Linked DNA regions of Mus musculus: region 1 is linked to region 2. Evidence: chromatin contacts called from public promoter capture Hi-C data. All regions are on one chromosome and are shown on one strand. The core of a region is the stretch at or near the end of the contact, and the rest is flanking DNA. Distances in the headings are between cores, read along the strand shown.

What was found. Promoter capture Hi-C pulls out the DNA fragments that hold promoters and counts their contacts.
Region 1: a promoter capture Hi-C map of the HPC-7 cell line shows a contact between it and region 2. The contact joins two enhancer-like sites. A contact is called at or near these places in 16 of 39 promoter capture datasets (the 3T3-L1 cell line, 3T3-L1-derived adipocytes, the C10 cell line and 11 more), 1 of 484 Hi-C or Micro-C datasets (bone marrow-derived macrophages) and 8 of 115 datasets of contacts at active chromatin or transcription factors (the 230-238 cell line, bone marrow-derived dendritic cells, double positive thymocytes and 3 more).

What each region holds. Positions count from the first base shown.
Region 1 is chr13:52,577,678-52,581,074 of GRCm38.p6, forward strand. No RefSeq gene overlaps it. Among named protein-coding and RNA genes, the nearest start is that of Gm2848, 6.2 kb to the left of the region's middle. Within about 2 kb of position 1,309, at least 23 of the 459 cell types and tissues checked have an H3K27ac peak or open chromatin away from gene starts, as enhancers often do. A contact at or near this core is called in the HPC-7 cell line and bone marrow-derived macrophages, where this site is marked.
Region 2 is chr13:51,815,135-51,818,149 of GRCm38.p6, forward strand. No RefSeq gene overlaps it. Among named protein-coding and RNA genes, the nearest start is that of Sema4d, 23 kb to the left of the region's middle. Within about 2 kb of position 1,732, at least 84 of the 459 cell types and tissues checked have an H3K27ac peak or open chromatin away from gene starts, as enhancers often do. A contact at or near this core is called in the HPC-7 cell line and bone marrow-derived macrophages, where this site is marked.

The DNA of each region.
Region 1 (3,397 bases), core at 59-2,558, 760 kb after region 2:
CCAGAGCTAAGAATAACTAGTTGAGAGATTGTAGCTAAAAAGAAGAGAGCTTGTTGACCTAACCTTCATACAAGAAGCACTGTGGGAGTCAGGTCATAGCAGAGCAGTAGAGGGTGTTATCTCCAGGCTCAGTGAGGAGTTAACTCTGACATTCAAGCTGACTGCCTGGCAAAAGGGCCCAAACTGCTTGTTTTCCTTTAGTAAGAGTGGTAGTTCCAGAAAGCAGCTCATTTGTGATAGTCATTTCCATAAAGTCAGCTCACCTTAGATGTTTATTCTGTTAGGTGAAACTGTCCTCTTCTTATGGACATAGGGTATCTAGGGAGGGTATTCTAGTTCAAGTGAGGTCGTTGTCAAGTGTGTGCATGGGAAGAGAGCTCTGTGGTCACTGCCTCGGCTACTTCTCTCATGGCTGTGAATAAAAGCCTGTCAAGAGCAGTGCAGGGAAGGAGGGGCCTCTTCTGGCCCGCAGCTTGAGAAGTGTGACAGAAATGGCCTGTGGCTGTGGTGACAGGGCTTCAAAGTGGCTCGCTCAGATCTCCATGGACCAGAAGCAGAGAGGACAAAAGCAGTCCCATCTCTAAATCCTCAAGCCTCACACACACACACACACACACACACACACACACACACACACACACTCACACACACATGCACACTCTCTCACACACATGCACACAAACATGCATATTCACACACACTTACACACATGCACACTCACACACATGCATATTCACATACACTCACACACATGCATACATACACACATGCACACATACTCACACGCATGCACACTAACACACATGCACACACACTCACACACATGCACACATACTCACACACTGCATATGCACATTCACACACATTCATGGATATTCACACACACACACACACACACACACTCACATATGCTCATACACACAGTCATACATACATGCACACACAGTCACACACATACACATACACACACAGGACCCACTTCATCTCATGAAGCCCTACTTCCTAACTTCCTAAGCAGGACCACAGGCTGGAGACCAAGTGTTCAAACACAAGCCTCTGAGTTGGACAAATTACAATAGGCGCCTCAGGTAAAAGTTCTGAATTTGTTGTCTTTTTATTTTCTGGATATTTGTGTTTACTTCAGGCATTTTAACAAAATCAAAGATAATTTTTTTTGAACAGTTCTGGGCTCACAGCAAAACTCATATACAGGCAAATAAAATCTGCCCCAAAGTGACCTCACCATTTTGCTCTCACTGGCAGTGGCAGAGCACCAGCTGTTCCCCATCCTGCCAGCATTTGATGGTGTCAGCATCTGTATTTTGACTAGTCCCATAGCTCTGTGGTGGAAGCTCATTGTTGCCTTACTCTGCATCCCTGTATCCAATAACGGAAGCATCTTCTCATTCTCCTCTTCCCCAGCTCTACTTCTTCCCTGGACAGATGGTTGAGTTCTCCCTGCCCTTTGAAATCGGAGTCTTTGCTGCTGTCTTCAGCTCTTGGAGCACTTTGCACAGTGATGCTGCCACTGCTGTCTTGTTCCTGGCTTGTTTGTCCTCTCCTTCTCTTGACACTGTCTTTCCACAAGTACCCATTTTTAAAAACCACATATGTTCATAAAAAAACAGAGAGAGAGAGAGAGAGAGAGAGAGAGAGAGAGAGAGAGAGAGAGAGAGAGAAATGATTGATCCATGGACCAAGGCTAGAAATAGACCCAGTGTGACAATTACTAGAGGAATCTGCTTTGTGCATCATAACTCAGGGTAGAAGGCTTGAGTATTACAATTGGTATCATTGGGCCTGTGAGAGGACTTGGTGGGTGAAGGCTCTCAGCACTTGCCTCACATGGCTGATGTCCTGAGTTCCATACCCTCAAGCTGTAAAGGTGGAAGGAGAGAATGGACTGCACGTCTACACTGTGTACATATGCCTGTGGATACATCATACACACATCATGGGGGAGTAGGAGGGAGCAATGGAGGGAGGGGGAGGGAGGGAGGGAAAGGGGAAGACTAAGAAACAAACTGGTTTCATTATATCTTCATTTTGAAGACAACTATTAACTTATGTGTCATATCATATACCAAGTTAAAATAAACCTCAGGGAAGAGAGGTCTGAAGAAACAATTCTACTGTAAAAAGAACTAGAGAAGAAAGTGTAAGGCTAAGGTGAACAAGGCATTGTGTTTACTTTTATTGGAAGGTTTAAATTATTTCAGATTTTAAAAAATGTATATGAGTATTTTCCTGCACGCAGTACCCAAGGGGTTCTTGAATTGGAGTTAAAGACAGTTGTGAGCCACCATGTGCGTGCCGGGAATCTGAATTCTGACCGCCTACCATGCACAGCAATCATTCTTCATTGTTGAACCATCTCTCCAGCACTTAAAAGGTGAAATTTTGTCTGCCAAGCTCTACATGCAAAAAGTTCAGGTTTATTGAAGTTCAACTGACAAATATAAGTTATGTATTTTAAAATGTGTAATGTGGTGCTCCTGAGATAATTGCCATAACACACACACACACACACACACAACTAAAAAACCAAAACAAAAACAAAAAAAATCCAAAACAAAACAAAAAACCAAAAGCACAGAGCAAAATAAACAAACAAATGAATACAATTCAGAGAAACAGTAGAGTAAAATAAAGAAATTGTACTCTAATTCATATCACCAGCCTACTTTAAGCACCTAAACTGAACATGTACCTTAAAGCCATTCAAGGACTAATTACAATCTAGGTTTCTGTCAGAAACAAAGGCACTTTCTTATTGAATGAAAATGTCTTCCTTCTGGCGTCACCCAATTCCTACAAATAAAATTTCAGGGATGGTGAATGGCTCACAGTCAGATGTCACTGAGTACACAAGGAAGTGAGACACTGTGAGCAAGGAACAGCAGAAAACTCAGACAAAATAACCCAATATGGAAAGACTTCATGAGTCAGAATTAGCATAGAGACAACCATACTGCATTTGCTATTTTTAAAGTTTTATTAAGATCCTGTAGATAAGAAACCAATTTTCTTTTTTTAAATAATATTTTTATTAGATATTTTCTTTATATACATTTCAAATGCTATTCCAAAAGTTCCCTATAACCCCCCCCAAGCCCCCAATTTTCAAAACAGTGACTGTGTTGGGAAGAGATTAGGTAGGAGGGCTTTTGGGGTTAGCACAGGGTCACAGCAACATTCAAGGGTGTTCAGGGGGAAGCCTATAGGGCAGTCTTCAGAAGACCATGAGGCAGAGAAGAAATGCTGGGAGACACCATGACTGGCAAGAAGATTGTGTTTTTCTGGGTATTTGTGTGGTAAGCTTCAGTGCAGTTGACACTGAAGATGACTCAGAGGTAGGAAGGACCATTATGTCACCTTAGCTCCACTCAGTGAAACT
Region 2 (3,015 bases), core at 482-2,981:
GGGGTCAGAATTTCAGGTGGGCCACCATGTCCACTCGACATTTATGAGAGTTCTGGGGGGTGGGGGTGTCTAAACCTTGATATTCATACTTGAGCAGCAGGCACGTTAACAACTGAGCCATCTCCTCAGCCTCTCTCATTTATTTCTTTTGAAAAGGAAATATTTTAAATTTTACGTGTGTGTGTGTGTGTGTATGCATGTATGTTTGCATGTGTGTGTGCATACGCCTGCAGCAGCCAGAACAGCTTTGCATTCCCTGGAGTTTTCATTACAGGAGATTGTGAACCATCCCATATAGATGCTGGGAACCAACTTTGGGTCCTCTGGAAGAGCAACAAATGCCTTAACTGCCAAGCGCCCCCCAACCCCCTGCTCCACCCCCCACCCCCACCCCGCCTCTCGGAGTCTTACTTTGTTGCCCTAGTGTCTTAGTTAGGGTTTTACTGCTGTGAACAAACACCATGACCAAGGCAACTCTTTTTTTTTTTTTTTTTTGAGACAGGGTTTCTCTGTATAGCTCTGGCTGTCCTGGAACTCATTCTGTAGACCAGGCTGGCCTCGAACTCAGAAATCCACCTGCCTCTGCCTCCCAAAGTGTGTGCCACCACTGCCCATCCCAAGGCAACTCTTATAAGGACACCATTTAATTGGGGCTGGATTACAGGTTCAGAGGTTCAGTCCATTATCATCAAGGCAGGAACATGGTAGCATCTAGGAAGGCTTGGTACAAGAGGAGTTGAGAGTTCTACATCTTCATCTGAAGGCTGCTAGCAGAATACTGGCTTCCAGGCAGCTAGGATGAGGGTCTTAAAGGCCACGCCCACCGTGACATACCCACTCCAAGGCCACACCCACTCCAACAGGGTCACACCTCCAAATAGTGCCACTCCCTGGGCCAAACCTAGTCAAATCATCACACCTAGTCTAGTCTTAAACACCCTGGCTCAAGAGCTCCCCCTGCCTCAGCCTCTCCGGTAGCTGAGACTACAAGGTACCTGCTTACTCTCCTCAACTTCCTTATTTTCTGTTCCCAGCTGGTTTTGCTTTGCTTTCTTCTCTGTCCTTTAATAACTTCCAGCACTTTATTTCCTTGCCTTGCCTCATCCTCCCGAGGCGAAGGTCTTCTGACTTTAAAGTATTGTGTTTATCAGTTAGAATATAAATAAACGTACAGAAAATAATGAGTCACTCATGAGCTCCATCCGGCTTCAGTGGGAGACCCAGACACAACAGTGCTTCCTGTTCTCATGGGATGGGAAGGAGGCCCTCAGCCCTGTGTCAAGAGTTGTCTGATATGACAGCGACACAGAAGGGTGACATCCAAATGAAGAACTCCAGGCGAGGATTTATGGGATCTCAGAGGCAAACTGATAGGTTTCTCTGGAATCATGCTCCCAGAAGAATAGATCAGAGAGAAGTCATCTTAGGTCCATGGGTAGTTCTGAGCCTGGCTCTGTCTGGTAACTTGGACCATCTGCAGAGGAGCTATCTATCATAGGCAGGCTGCCAGGCAGGAGGCAGCTGAAGGGCTGGCGGGAACAGCCATTTTCCAGAGCAGAAAGGGCTGCCTCTTGGCCTGGCTGGACACAATGCAGCATGTTTTCAGACTATAATTGGTGACATCCCCAACCAGGGACACAGTTAAGAGACACTGCTTTGCACAGGGTAGGACAGAGCTATGATTTAGACCCACCTCTTTGCTTACAGTCTTCAAGGCAAGAGAGCAGCCCAGGGGCTCCTGCCGTAAACACATAACATGTGTGCACACCCAGGATAACACGCATGAGGTTGGGCCATGCATAATAACAAGCCTTGCCAGATGGCTGGCTGCTCTGGGCCCGATTTTCCTAAGATGGCATTCATCACGTTGAGGGGGGTGGGAATACAATTTCTGCTCTTTCTAAATGAACACAAGTACGTTTCTATGCCATGATGTCATTTACACGACTGAAGGAAAGATAATTCCGGCACACATTTCTATCTGGTCTTTGAAATAGAATCAAGGCAAGTCCACAATGAAATTGGGCTCCCCAGCCAACAGCAGAGAGCATTCTTCATGGCTGCCTAGTTTTGTTCTTGACCCTCAGGTTCCATGGTTGACCGGAAAGCAAGATTCGGAAACCATGCTTGATTTTTTGCTTTGTTTTTGTTTTTAAGACCATAGGACTTGCTTGGTGAATTTTAGCCTGGTGTGAGCACCAGGCCTCTCAGAAGCAGCTATAGACACTTGATAAGAACAGCCACTTGCCTGCATTAGGCTCTGTCTGCAGAGAGCCATGGACTGTGGATCACTGTCTATGCTGCTGTCTTAGGGCCTCACTGATTGCTTCTGAACTTGACCATCTGAGGCAGTAGGCAGTAGTGTGATTGAGTCAGGCTTCCCCATTCCACTTCATGGGACAGTTTTCCTTCCTTTTCTTTCCTTTTTTTGTGAACATATACTGCTGTGTGTGTGTGTGTGTGTGTGTGTGTGTGTGTGTGTGTGTGTGTGTGTCTGTCTGTCTGTCTGTCTGTCTGTCTGCCTGCCTGCCTGCCTGCCTGCCTGCCTGCCTGCCTGCCTGTCGTCTGTCTGTTTTTCAGCTAGAGAACTCAGGAACTATCTATTTTTTGAGCTGGTTTTCCCACTGACCCAGGGACTCACTGGTTAGGCTGCCTGGCCCCTCCGGCACTTAGATTGCTAGGGCAAATCACCACATCTAGCTTTTTATTCTGTAGCTGCTGGAACTGAACTCAGTTCTTTATGCCTGCAAGGCAAGTACTTTACTGACTAAATGCTCTGCCCAGCTCCATTTGGGACCATTTCCCCGAACAAGGAACTCGTTTCTTTTTAGAGGAATTAAGTCATTTACAAAAATCATAAAACCCGCATAGCATACACTTGACCAGGAGGCAGTACCTAGAACAGCCCAGATTTGAGTCTTGGTGTCCTTCTTTCAAACTATAGCTAGGCATGGCCATTACTGCCCCAGTATCTGTAGGTCCTGTAGGCATGTACATGACTGTACAGACCATAAA